Linked DNA regions of Mus musculus: all the other regions are linked to region 1. The links are chromatin contacts, called in public HiChIP or PLAC-seq maps. All regions are on one chromosome and are shown on one strand. Each heading gives the region's core, a stretch centred on a gene start, on an enhancer-like site or on the middle of the called end of the contact. The rest is flanking DNA. Distances are from core to core; before and after follow the strand shown. Region 1 holds the start of Dctn6 (dynactin 6). Region 2 overlaps B930018H19Rik (RIKEN cDNA B930018H19 gene). Region 3 overlaps Gsr (glutathione reductase).

Region 1 (4,502 bases), core at 758-3,257:
TGCAGTCACATACTCTTATTTTTCTGGATCCGTAAGCCAAAATAACCCTTTTCTTTCTAAAGGTGTGTTCTGTCTCTGTGAGTTCCAGGCCAGCCTGGTCTACACTGCCAATTCCAGGCCAGCCAGGGATGCATAGTGAGGCTCTTGTCTCAAAACAACAAAAACACCAACACAAATAGCCCCGTGGGAAACCTCAGAGACAGGACAGACCAAGGAGAGGACAGAATGTTTGATCTTAGAGACACCTGCAGGAACTAGAGCAATTCAGCAAGGACAACGGTGAAGAGATGGCTCAGAGGTGAAGACAGGCACTGACTGCTCTTCTAGAGGTCATGAGTTCAATTCCCAGCAACCACATAGTGGCTCCCAACCATCTGTAATGAGATCTGATGCCCTCTTCTGGTGTGTCTGAAGAGAGTGACAATATACTCGCATACATAAAATAAATAAACCTTTTAAAAAATAAGAAGAAAAGAAAAAAAAAAGTATAAATGGGAGTTCCAAGATCTACTCTAAAGTCTAAGACAAACTCTGTGGGCTACAGACATATGAAGTGAAGAATCTTATCCTAAAGGCTTAGAACACAGTTTCAAAAGAATTGTGACAGGAAAGGCCCCCACAGGTTTAGGGAGATTGAGGAAGTAGATACAGGAAGCACTAGACAGGAAGACCAGAAAAGAACCTCCCCTGTCATACTGTATTTAAAACACTAACATGGAGGACCATAAAAGAAAAAAAAAAGTGTATTTAAAGTGCAAGAGAGCATCACCACACCACATCACCTGAACAGGTGTGTCCCTCTGAATGAAGGTAGGCTGTTCAGCTGAAACTTTAAACGTCTTGCAAGAGCTCACAATGATGTATTTCAAAGTCTGAAAGTACTCTGGTACTGCACCCACTAAACCTACGTGTTCTAGCTAAAGGAAAAATAAACACTTTCTACTGCAAAAACAGACTCAAAGCTGGGCAGTGGTGGCGCACGCCTTTGATCCCAGCACTCCGGAGGCAGAGACAGGTAGATTTCTGAGTTCGAGACCAGCCTGGTCTACAGAGTTAGTTCCAGGATAGCCAGGGCTATACAGAGAAACCCTGTCTCAAAAACCAAAAACAAACAAACAAACAAACAAACAAAACCAGACTCAAAGAACACATTACCACTAAGCCAGGTCTACAGAAGACCTGAAGGAATCTTTCAGATTGAAGAGAGAAACAAGTCCCTCTGAGAAATCATAAAAAAGAATAAACCACACTAGAAAAACTGTTAAAACAATACAACAACCACTATAAAAACCAGGAAAATGGCAGGAGCCATAACTCTGAGTAACCAAGGGTGACCTTGAATTTGTGATCCTTCCTGGGCTGGGTTTATGGGTGGGTTCTGCCATGGCCAGTTTCGTGTGACTCTCTGGAATGAACTCTGGACTTCATGCATGCTAAGCAAGCACTGTACCAACTGAGCCAACAGCCCCAACACACCCCCTTTAAGATATTTCTTGGTGTGACTAGAAATTGCTTAATTAAGAAACAGATTGTCCCGGATAACCAGGAGTGGGCCAGATTCAATCAGTTTAAAGGGTTCAGAGCAACACTGAAACTTCCCCCCTGAAAAGAAGAAATTCCACCTGTGGGTAGCAGCTTGGCCTTCCAAATGAAAAAGTCCCAGCTTGATCTACGGGTTTCGAACTTGCACAGCAGATCCCTAACTAATTCCTAACAAAACCCTCGTAATTCATATCTCCTGCTGGTTTTGCTTCTCAGAATGAATCCTTATTATGCCACCTGGGTCCTACGTAGCAGTAGTTGGGAGATGGAAAGACAGCTTGGTTTCTTCAAAGTTTAATAGCGTGAGATGACAAAGCCTCAGAAGAGCCAAGCACACACACATACACACGCATACGCGCGCACGCGCGCGCTTGTAAAGAGACGTTTAAAAACTGGATTTGATGTTCAAAAGAGATTTTGACAGGCTTAGGGAGGAAGTTAAACGTAGAGTGAACTTAACGATAAGGATCAGGGCTGATGGGGTTAGGATAGACTTGGTAAACACTGTCAAGTGGAAAAAACGACTTTCCAGGAGGCAGAAGCGAAGCAAGCCAAGCCAACCCCGAAAAGCAAACCATCCTCAGCACGCAAGCGCGAACCTGGAAAGCAGAAGGCGGGTCTCTCAGGCCCCGCCTCTCCCAGGCCGTGCCAGGCTCTGCAATCCCATGCAGAGATCATCGCTCTAGCCAGGCTGCAAAAATCGATCTCAGCTCTTCCTGAGACCCGGGCTTGACGATGGCGGAGAAGACGCAAAAGAGGTACGTGTTAACACCTCCGCAGGGGCAGAACCCGTTTCTGGTCGCGGCGTGGGGGCACTGAGACGGTGTATAGGTGGATGGCTCCATAATCCCATACCTGGCGTCCGTGGGGTGTGGGGGCGGAGAGGGTTTGTTCCGTGACCCCCACCCATCCCAGCACGCCTGCGCAGACTCCATTGGGGCTGCGTGGGGGACTCAGGGAGGCTGAGGGAGGTTGTGCGGGCGAGAAGGCTGCTCAGCGGTGGCTGCACCGTCGGCCCTGCCTCTGATCAGGAAGAGGGAGGCCTGGAAGAAGACACTGATGCTGTCATCCTTATGTCAGTGCCTGAGAGCCCAGGGCCGGCAACTATGGCTTTTCCTGTCACAGTCTTCACCAGTGAGAGCCGTTGGTGGAAAGAGACCGCATGGATAACAGAAAAGCATAGGGATTCATTTGCCGTTGCCTCCTTTGTCCTGGGATTAATGTCTTGAGATATACATATACATATACAGCTGTATGTATATGCATGTATCGGTGTTAAGGTGTGTGCGTGTGAATGTTGTCTCTCAAGCCAGAAGAGGGCGTGGATCGCCCCGGAAGCAAGCATTCAGTTATCACAGGACAAAGATCTAGAGAGACAGGGTGTTTCTGGGCAACTTTCGGCTCAGAATCGAGAATACTGGTGTCAGAACAGTGACGCCCCAGGAATAAACTTTGCTCTAAGAACTTTGTGGTATGCATTATCATTTGATGGTCTGTAGAAATTCTAGGGTTAGTGTCCTGATGAGTTCTAACTGTCAGCTTGAAACAACTTAGAGTCATCTGGGAAGAGGGAACCTCAATTGAAGGATCGTCCATGTCGGGGTGAGTGTCTTGATCTGTGATTGAGATGGGAAGGCCCATCCCACTGTGGGCAGAGCCATCTCCAGTCGGGTAGGCCTGGGCCATTTAAGAAAGCTACTTAGCAAGTGGGCCAGTAAGCAGTCATAGTTCCTGCCCTGAGCTCCCTGGGCATGGTGAGCAGGAAGTGTAAGGCGAATAAACCGTCTCCTCCCCACGCTGCATTTGGTCATGGTCTTTATCACAGCGACAGAAAGCAAGACAGAACAGTTAGAATACTGTTAAGAAATAAAATCCAAAGCTGTTTTGTTAAGCATTTAAAAGTATATGTGATTTTGGCCTAATAGGCTGTGTGCCACTTAAGAAGTTCATAATACATTAAACATTCTTACCACTGACTTGCTATTTTTCCATGAATCTCTTAAAACCTTTTTCTTAGCTACAGAGTCAGCATAGCTGTATTAAAAACTTTTTTTCATATTATTTTTTGGTGGTGTGAATGACACAGTCTCCTATAGGCTCATGTGTTTGAGTACTTAGACCCCAGTTGATGGTGCTGTTTAGAAAGATGCTCATGCACACTCGCACTTGTGAGTGCATGTGTATGTGTGTGTATGTTTGTTCTTGCTTGCACATGCATGTGTGTTTCAAGCTGTGGTGTCTCAGCTTCCTGGTTTTCTGCCACCTGCTGCCTGGCTCCTCACAATGATGGACTCTTATCCCTCTGGAATCTTAAGCCACAATAAATTGTTGCCTTCTACAAATTGCTCTGGTTACGGTGTTTCATTTCCACAACAGAAAAGGAATCCCTTCACATTGATTGATTGATGGATAATTGAATGTGTTTATATGCGTGAGAGTACACACATGCAGTAGTATACTTATGGATACTTATGGACACTTATGGAAATTGATTCTCTCCTTCCACCGTGTAAGACCCAGGGATTGAACTCAGGTGGGCAGACTTGGCAGCAAGCACCTTCCTTTATCAGCCCCTTTCTCCACTGAGCCATCTGGCTGGCCCCAGCATACCTTCTGTAACATATTTACATTTTAATTTTATTTCCATGGGTTCCAAGGCTCTGAATGGGTCACTGGGCTTAACACAGCAGGGCTTTATCCATGGAGCCCTCTCACCCACCGTCCATACTTTCAGTGTTACTCAGGATGAGTGTTCTCTTTCTTCCTACAGTGTGAAGATTGCTCCCGGAGCAGTAGTGTGTGTAGAAAGCGAAATCAGAGGAGATGTAACCATAGGTAAGAAAATGGTTGATGTTTCTCGAGAGCTAATGCTGGGTAACCAACTTTAGCGCTTCTCCTTTCAGTCCAGTTGTTTGTGTCTGTTACGCTGAGGCTTACAATTTTTATTGGTTTTGTTGTTA
Region 2 (4,502 bases), core at 545-3,044, 510 kb before region 1:
AGAATTACAACCAGACAACTTGAATTGTTCAGATATACCCATCTGGAGACCAGTGTACCCTTGGCAGACAGTTTCTTACATTTGTGCTACATTGGTAACTTATAGTATGGTTTCTGCCGTGTTTCTAAGCCCACGGCACTGTTCCAAGGCCACCAGAGCTGGCACTGTTACGTTCCCCCTCTCATTTCTAGACAGAAAACCAGCAGTGCTAAGAACTTATGTGATTGCCTGGGAACAAATGGGTAGGGAGCTCAGAGCTGAGATGCTGTGATTGTACGTAAGCCTTCTGATCAGCATGGTCTGACCCCCAGACTTGACTCTGAGCCCTATGCCTTACAAAACGTAAACAAACAGGCAAAACCCCCCAAACAGCCCCAAGTTTGGTTTTCTAGCATTAGTTCATTCAGTGCCCTTTGGTCTTGAGAGGCTGCCAACCTCTGAGCAGACTGTAGTCAAAGGCCAAGGCCTGACTCAGTTCCCCTGCATGGAAGTCTCAGGCAAGGAGCAAGCTACCCCATGAGCGAATTCTTATTTGCACAGAAGGGATTGGATTACAGGGTCATCTCGATGCCAGCCCATGCTTCCGGGCTCATTTGCATACAGAGAGAACTGTGTTCAGGTGTTTGCAAAGCCCAGTTGCCCGGTTCCTTGTTTTGTCATGCTTATTTATTTAATCCTTGCTGTAAAACTTGGATATGGGGGTGGAGCTAGGAGTCTGAGAAAATGGAAGGGATAGACAGGCCAGGGTGTTTCTTTGTAAGATACTTGAAAGCTGCCACTGTATTCCTGTGTATTCCTGAGAATGGACGAGAGGGAGGGAGGGAGGGAGGGAGGGAGGGAGGGAGGGAGGGAGGGAGGGAGGGAGAGAGAGAGAGAGAGAGAGAGAGAAAGAGAGAGAGAGATAGAGAGAGGAGCCTTAGCTATTTATCTTTGCAGGCGCTCCCCTCCCTGCCCCCAAGTCCAGCAGTTCAAATGAAACCGATTCATAGAAGACTCAGTAAAGACGTTGTTGTCTGCATCAAAGACCAAGAAACCTACAAACTTGACTGCTTGGCTTCTGCTAACTTCCATTCCTATTAGTGGTTTAGAGGTTTCAAAAAACAAAACAAGTCTTAGTTTGTTTAGACATACCAGTCATTCCAAAGACAGCCAAGGGCTGGGATCTCTACTGCTCTGAGCCCACCCCAGGGGAAGGATAAAAGTTATTCTATCTAGAAACAGAATTAGTAACAGGTTTATTTTCACATCAGGATTTTTTGCTCATAAACAAAACAAAACAAAACAAAACAAACAAAACAAAACAAAACCAAGAGGCTGTCAATCCTGCAAGATAGCTCAGAAGGTAAAGGTGCTTGTCTGTTCAAGAGTTCAGCTCCAGAAAACATGTAAAAATAGAAGCAGAGAGCTGACACAGCAATATGGTTCTGTGACCTACACACACACACACACACACACACACACACACACACACACACACACACACACACACACACACTTTAAAGAGGCTTTCAATTGTTTTAAATCCAGTGCCTACTCTTTAGGATTTGGGCATGTGGTACCTTCTTCTGCCATCTTGTAGATATGGCAGTGCCCAAAGGGGGCTTTGGAGTGTGGAATCCAGGGCGCTGAGATGCAAGATTCCAGAAATCTATATGCCTTCATTTCTTCCATTCACATTTGCCTAACCCCCCACCGTGACTCATCAGCTGAGAAAGCACCTCAACTTACCATGTCAATAAAGACTGTGGCCTTGTTTGCCAACACTCTGGTTTTCTCATCCCGTGACAGACCATCACTGGAAACCAACCATAAGGCCGGTTTTAGTATTACATGAAATAACACATGGCGAAGAACCTGGTCAGAGCCAGGCTCTGGGATCTGTCATCCCTTGGCCCTGCATTTAGAGTCAGACAAACTTGGAGTTCCTGTCTTCTATTTCCATCCTCTGTGACCCATTTGACTTGAGTTTCAGCTTCTCGCTTGAGTCCTACCTCCTCCTGGAGTCTTCTCTAGATGTCTGCCTTAAGAGCCCACATGCACTTTTGGGTTATCTTAGCATCTCAGTAACATAGTCCTGGTGGTCCCTGACCCGAGAATGAACACGCCTCTGTCCACTGGGGACTCTGGGCAAGTTACTTTACATCGAAGAAAGACTCAGTAGAGGATCTTTGAGTACACATTAGAAGAGCTAAGATACTTAGGGTTGTGTGTGTGCACGCAGAAATAAGTGATGGAGGTCAGAAAGGAGTGTCTAGCTTAACTGTGTCAGTAGGGCTGGAACTGGCTTTTGGTATCTGTAGATCCAGCTCCTATAGATTCTACCAACTCTGGGTCAGGCACTATAGAGTTCATACAATGGTAGGATCTGTGCAGACAGGTACACACCTTTATTTTTTGTCATCATCCCCTACGTAATACAGTAAAATAACTATTTTTTATTGGTTATTTTATTTATTTACATTTCAAATGTTGCCCTCCTTCTCCATTTCCCCTCAGCAACCCCCCTATCCCATCCCTCCTCCCCTCTCTATGAAGATGCTCTTCCCCCATTTTCTGCCTCACCATTCTAGCATCCCCCTATGCTGGGGCATCGAGCCTCCATAGGAGCAAACGCCTCCCCTCCCACTGATGCCAGATAAGACCATCCTCTGCTACATATGTAGCTGGAGCCATGGGTCCCTCCGTGTGCTCTCTTTGGTTGGTGGTTTAGTTCCTGGGAGCTTTGAGGTGTCTGGTTGGTTGATATTGTTATTCTTCCTGTGAGGTTGCACATCCCCTTCAGCTTCTTCAGTCCTTACCCTAACTCCTCCATTGGGTTCCCTGGGCTCAGTTCGATGGTTGGCTGTGAGTATCTGCATCTGTTTTTGTCAGATGCTGGCAGAGCCTCTCAGGGGACAGCTGTATGAGGCTCCAGTCAGCAAGCACTTCTTGGCATCAGCAATACTACTGGGGTTTGGTGTCTGCAGGTGGGATGGATCCCTAGGTGGGGCAGTCTCAGAATGGCCTTTCCTTCAGTCTCTGCTCTATTCTTTTTTTTTGTCTCTGCATTTCCTTTAGATAGGAACAATTCTGGGTTAAACTTCTTGACATGGGTGGGTGGACCTATTCTTTAACTGGGGGGGGGGCATACCTATCTACTGGAGATGGTCTCTACAGGTTCTGTCTCCCCAGTATAATAACTATTTACAAAGGATTATTTTGTATTAGGTATTGTGAGTAATCTAGAGATGATTTAAAGTATATGGAGGAAGTGTGTAGGCTCTGTGAAAATGCATGCCATTATATACAAAGGACTAAAACATCTGGGATTTGGGTATCTGTGGGATGTCCTGGAATCAATCTCCCTCCCCCACTTCCACCCTCTATACCAATACCAAGGCACGATTGTATGTCTGCTGGGAACCAGCCTAGTTATAGCAATTCGAGCTGGAGGGATACAGATCTTACAAGCAGTACTAGGATGGTATATTTGGACCTACAGTAAGATGGGTTCTGGAGAGACCTACCGCTGGCCAGTGAGACGGGGGGGGGGGTGTTTAGAGCTCTTTGGGAGAACAGCAAGCCAAGGATCACTCCCAGGGGTGAAAGGCATTCACAGGTGAGGAGATGACCAGACAGCAGAGTCCCCAAGTTCCTCATGTTCGGCAGCTGATTGCCCTGTGAGCAACAGCATATCCACAGGCTGGGGAGGCCCTGTGGAGTCTGTGGCTTCCTGTTCAGTGCAGAGGGCCAGGTGAGAGCAGCACTGGGGAGCTGCAGCTCTGTTACCTGCTGCATCTTGGGCTGCAGTTGCTGGGATATTGAAAAAAAAGGGGAAAAGAGGATTTAATATTTATTAAAGCTTTCGATACTGTCATACTCTGCTCCTCCTGGTCAAGGCTGTGCCCTCACCCCCCGGCTTGCTCTATTTAGGATTGGGATGGTTTGCTACAAATGGGAATTGCAGTAAGAGGTTGACTCCAGCTTGTTTTGAGAAACACTAATAGCAATAACACATGGCCTGCAAGTGTGTAAAGAGAGTTTTCAGTCAAAATGCTAAACGCTAAAGCTAAGGAGATAGCTATGTGTGTCGATTAGTCAGCTCGGCCACATTTGCATGTGGCTTCTAAAAGGAATCCACACCTCTTTGAGTTATTAAACCCAGTCACACTGACATCAGAAATAATGATGAGGATTTCACAGATGTTTGAAAAATGCCAAGAATGTTGTTTGATTTCGTCTTTTCTCCTTACTCCTTTCCTGACTTTTTTTTTTCCTTTTCCTTTCTGAATGTTAACTGCATATAGGTGCTATAGCCACACTTCCAGAAAAGTCACAGGGCTTTGATGCTGCCTTGCTCCCTTGCTAGCCATGGAGCTTGCTATGACACGTGCCCGAGCCCTCTAGCTAGTGTCTGTCAGCACACAGTCTTGGCTCCTGGCTTAGAGAGGACTCATGGTTGAGCCATGGAGAATGGCAGTTCCTACTTGGCGGTGGCAAGGATGTGCTCCAAGGACTGCCAG
Region 3 (4,502 bases), core at 834-3,333, 440 kb after region 1:
AGGAGGTGTTGGATCCACAGGCACGGCAGCTGCAGATGATTCTGAACCACCTTGGTGGCAGTGTAACCCGAACTTGGGTCCTTGGCAAGAGCAGCAAGTGTTCCTAACCACTGAGCTATCTCTTCAGGTTTAACCTTTTCTTTTTTACCCAGTAAACAATGACTACTGGAATCTGGCTTCACAGGGCTATGACCACCCAGGATTCCCAAGTAAATATTACGGTACTTGAAAATGGTACCTTTGTATTTTTTTCCTCTTTAGCTTTGGGGGTTGTAAACCCTGCTTAAAATTCCAGAAAGAGAAGAATAGGGAAACAACAATAAACAAAAGAATAAATATAAGCTGGCATGGTGGCACAGGCCTATAATCCCAGTGGAGACAGAAGAACCAGGATTTAAGGTCATCGTTAATTACATAGTAAGTTTAAAGTCAGCTGAGTTACATGAGACTATCTCAAAAACAAAACCATCAGGGAAAGATCTATTTAAAGGCATAAATGCACACACCCAAAGTGCTCCTTAAATAAAATTATCACAAGCTTTGAAGCCAGTCCCTGAGAATTGAAAAAAATGTATAAAGTGTGCCTACTGTTATGACTTTTGTTGTCAATATGAAAGAATGTAGAATAATCCGGGAGATAGACGGGGCCTCTAGACATGTCTGTGAGGGATTAGCTGAGTGGGAGATCCACCCACTGTGGGCATTGCCATTCCCTAGCCAGGGATGTATGGAGAAAGGACTGGGCAACAGCAAGCATGCACTCACCGCTCTATTTCATTGCTGTGTTGTGCCGTGCCCAGCTCCCTCAAGTTGCTACCGCTGTGACTTCCCTGCATGGTGGACTGCAATCTCAAGTGCAGCGAGGAATAAACCCTTTTTCCCTTAAGTCACTTTTGTCGACATTCTTTTAGCACAGCAATAAAAAAAATTTAAGAAAGTCACTATCCAAGACATATAATAGTATGTGGGAGAAAGAATGACTAATGGCTGAGAGTGATTACATGAGTCACCTCTGACTCTTAGGTCAACATACACATGGCCGACAGGACCACCTCTGAGATGCCTGGCTGCTTTAATCTTTTACATCTTGCTATGTAAGAAACAAAAACATGGACCGGGGAGAGCAATTTCTTAATTTCTCGCTCTTGAATAGTTACTGTCTGTCGAGTCTTAGAAATAATAACCTACCTAACAGCACTCTGCGCCACACCAGGAGCAAAAGGTGACTGACCGTTCTCCATGACTTCTCTTGCTGAGTCCTGGCTCACTCTTAATCACTAGTTAACTAAATGTAGTCTCCAGGGATCATTTTTTTCTGACCTTTCGCAAGACAGAACCAGCGTGGGCAGATCCCAGGATGTGGCTTGTAAACTCCCTGACCTCACCGGCTTTTGGAAGACTCACCTGGGATCTGGCTCTCGTGAGGAACTGTGGGCACGCCTCCTGTGGCAATCAGGATGTGTGGAGCGGTAAACTTTTTCCCATTGACTTCCACCGTGGGCCGAGGACCATCTGCGAATGTTGCATAGCCGTGGATAATTTCTATGTGAGACTGCAGAAGGAACACAGATGTTAGCATATTCGTAAGACTCAAAAAGCCAACAAATGCCAAAAACTGCCAAGTTGGGAGTAGCAGTACCTTCCTAAAATCCAGCCCTTGGGAGCAGGAGGAAGCAGGATCAAGTACTTAGGGTCACCCCTGGCTACACAGCAAGTTCACTGGCAGTTTGAGCTAGAGGAAGCCCCTGTTTCAAAAGACATCTATTCTGCGCAATACATTAGTTCCTAATTTCTTCACCATTCTTAGACCTCATGACTGGTAACGGATACTCAGGAGAGCTCACTGCCAGTCAGTCGGAAGTGAATGACACGGAGAAATAATGGTGCTATCTTGGGTTAAAACCAAGTAAACAAAACCATGCCAGTCACTCCAAGGAAAAGGCAGTATTTTTGACTCCAAGGGTTGAAGGTAAAAGCCTTACTCACAAAAGACTAAAAAAAATTGGTATTCCAGAGAGGAGAGGAAGGAGGACAAGGGAGAAGCAAAGGGGAAGGAACAGACACCAGGGAACTACTCTGGCCAAGAGAGGAGATGCAGCCTTTTGCTGGAGCGATGGCTCAGAGGTTAAAGAGCACTGACTGCTCTCCCAGAGGTCCTGAGTTCAATTCCTAGCAATCACGTGGTGGCTCACAACCATCTTAATGGGATCCGATGCCCTCTTCTGGTGTGTCTGAAGGTAATGACGGTGTATTCATACACAAAACAATAAATCTTTGGTGGGAAGTTTACAAAACAAAAAACAAAACAAAAAGCAAAACAGAAAACTACAGTGATGCTCTACTGCGGAAATGAACAGTAATGCTTGACTTGCTCTCAGTGGAACCCCGTACCAGGGGTCACCGTGAGTGCAGCCAGCAAGCGTCAGCCAGCTGTGACCTATGTCCTGGCACGGAAAGGTGGACTGTGGAAAGCTAAAGGAGCCACGTAAGTTTGTTCACACAAAGGAATGAGTCAACATTTTTCAGCCTGTCTGGGGCTGAATTCTTTCCTCCCTCCCAATCTCCCTTCCAGGCCTGTTCCTGCAGGCACCTGGCTTAATTAACTGAATTTCACTTAATGCCAAACCCACAAGCACCCTGTTCTAACCCTTCTTAGGGGGCAGTGAGTTTGCCCTGGGAGAAAAAGGGCCAAGTGCTGTGAACACAGGTAACCAACCGTTCAGAGAAAGATCTGCACCACCTGGGGACAGAGCACCAAAGTTTGTTTTGCTGTAGAACCCTACCAGCCATAACATTATCCCCACAGGGTCAGTGCATGCTCCACATACAGTGAGACTAAGTTTTGCAAAATGCTCATTTCTCGATCATCTCCTAACCTCCAACAACTTTCCTGTCCTTTCTTTCTTAAGATTTACTTATTTTTTATGTGTGTGTGTGTGTGTGTTGTTGCATGCATGCATGTGCATCACACATGTGTATCACACATGTGCAGTGCCTGCAGAGGTCGGAGAGAGCAGAGGAACCCGGGACAAGAACCACCATTGTCAGTCACTGTGCAGGTGCCGGGAATTGAACCTGCGTCCTCCAGAAAAGCAGCCAGTGCTCTTAACTGTGAGCCATCTCTTGGGTCCATCTTTTTCTTAAAATTTAGTCAGCCCCACTAAAAAAATTTCAATAGGAGCTGGACATGGTGGTACAGGCCTTTAATCTCAGCTCTCAAGAGACAGAAGTAGGTAGATTTTTGTGAGTTCAAGGCCAGCCAGGGCTATCTATATTCTAAGACCTTATAAAGGGAAAAATTGCTGGAGAGATGGCTTAGTGGTTAATAGGGCTTACTGTTCTTCCAGAGGATCCAAATTTGGACTTTAGCACCTACGTCAGATGGCTCACAATTGCCTGTAACTGCATCTACATGCACACTCTCTCTCGCGCACACACACTCACACACAGACACACACACATGCACACACACTCGTACACACACACATTACATACACTCATGTGTGCTCACACACACATGTACATAAGAATAAGTCTTTAATTTAAAAAAGGTTTCAGGAGAAGGAGAGAGAACAAAAATATTTACTGTAGGCAAATACACCTTTGTCTAATTTTCTTTTTTTTCTTTTTGTCTAATTTTCTTGATAGGAATTTACTTACAAGATTACATTCCCGAGTCATTATGTGGACTGTAAGAAGCTGTTCTGATCAACACTGGATTTCTCAGCTCGTGCTCCTGGCTTTGCCAGCACCATGCTCTGTCAATCTGTCTCTCCTGGTTTTACTTTCTGATCTAACCAGAGGGACAGACCTACTCAAGATACACTTGTGAGCTGAGAGATGTTCCATGGACCCGGCATACACTCTCTATTTGTAGAAAAGAGACTGGCCTACTGGGTCAAAGGCCTACTGAATCAGTAAGGTCAGCTTCCAAATTATTTATAGAAATTATCAGACATATCCCGAGGCTACCCTTTTGTCTGGTCAGATCTGGTGGCTCCTCAGATGTCAAATGACTCTCCAGGTTTGGAGGCCAGCACACACACCTTGGTTAAATTATTTTGATAGATGGTGTTCAGGCGGCTCACATAGGCATCCCTTTTCTGCTTGATGACACTGTAAAGAGACGAAAGGCAGTTCTCAGAAACAGTATTTTCTTTCTTCACCCAGTAGCCTGGGCACCAGCCTCCAGCACTCCTGTCAGCTAAGAATGAAGTTTGCCACTGTCTCATGTCACCTGCTTCCCAGGTGCTGAGGTCTTGTTCCATCCTGAAGCATGCTCAGAGGGCATCTGCAATATCTATGCCTCTTTCAGTGCAGAAAATGAGATGGGTCAGGGACATGGCTCAGTAGGTAAAGACACATGCTATAATTGGATGTGGTGGCACATGCCTTTAATCCCAACACTTGGGAGGCAGAGGCAGGTGGATTTCTGAGTTCGAGGCCAGTCTGGTCTACAGCCAGAGCAGAGAAATGCTGTCTCAAAAAAAAAAAAAGTTTGA

What was found. HiChIP or PLAC-seq counts read pairs in DNA pulled down with a chosen protein or histone mark.
Region 2: a contact with region 1 is called in a FOXA1 HiChIP or PLAC-seq map of pancreatic cancer cells. The contact joins the enhancer-like site here to the promoter of Dctn6 in region 1. A contact is called at or near these places in 2 of 39 promoter capture datasets (the C10 cell line and liver), 2 of 115 datasets of contacts at active chromatin or transcription factors (pancreatic cancer cells and regulatory T cell precursor) and 1 of 9 other capture datasets (liver).
Region 3: a contact with region 1 is called in an HNF4G HiChIP or PLAC-seq map of pancreatic cancer cells. The contact joins the enhancer-like site here to the promoter of Dctn6 in region 1. A contact is called at or near these places in 3 of 39 promoter capture datasets (hematopoietic stem and progenitor cells, hippocampal neurons and liver), 1 of 115 datasets of contacts at active chromatin or transcription factors (pancreatic cancer cells) and 2 of 9 other capture datasets (adipose tissue and liver).

What each region holds. Positions count from the first base shown.
Region 1 is chr8:34,106,217-34,110,718 of GRCm38.p6, reverse strand. It overlaps Dctn6 (dynactin 6), which reads left to right and starts at 2,007. Exons shown (of 7, transcript NM_011722.4): 1 at 2,007-2,300; 2 at 4,313-4,377. The coding sequence starts at 2,278. It also overlaps a transcript of Mboat4 not described here.
Region 2 is chr8:34,614,378-34,618,879 of GRCm38.p6, reverse strand. The region is part of intron 2 of B930018H19Rik (RIKEN cDNA B930018H19 gene); the gene reads left to right. All of the region lies in intron 2 of Gm34096 (a long non-coding RNA gene), which reads right to left. Among named protein-coding and RNA genes, the nearest start is that of Gm34096, 9.9 kb to the right of the region's middle. Within about 2 kb of position 1,794, at least 28 of the 459 cell types and tissues checked have an H3K27ac peak or open chromatin away from gene starts, as enhancers often do. A contact at or near this core is called in pancreatic cancer cells, where this site is marked.
Region 3 is chr8:33,671,137-33,675,638 of GRCm38.p6, reverse strand. It overlaps Gsr (glutathione reductase), which reads right to left. Exons shown (of 13, transcript NM_010344.4): 4 at 4,047-4,116; 5 at 1,405-1,552. Among named protein-coding and RNA genes, the nearest start is that of Gm24727, 18 kb to the left of the region's middle. Within about 2 kb of position 2,083, at least 87 of the 459 cell types and tissues checked have an H3K27ac peak or open chromatin away from gene starts, as enhancers often do. A contact at or near this core is called in adipose tissue, hematopoietic stem and progenitor cells, liver and 1 more, where this site is marked.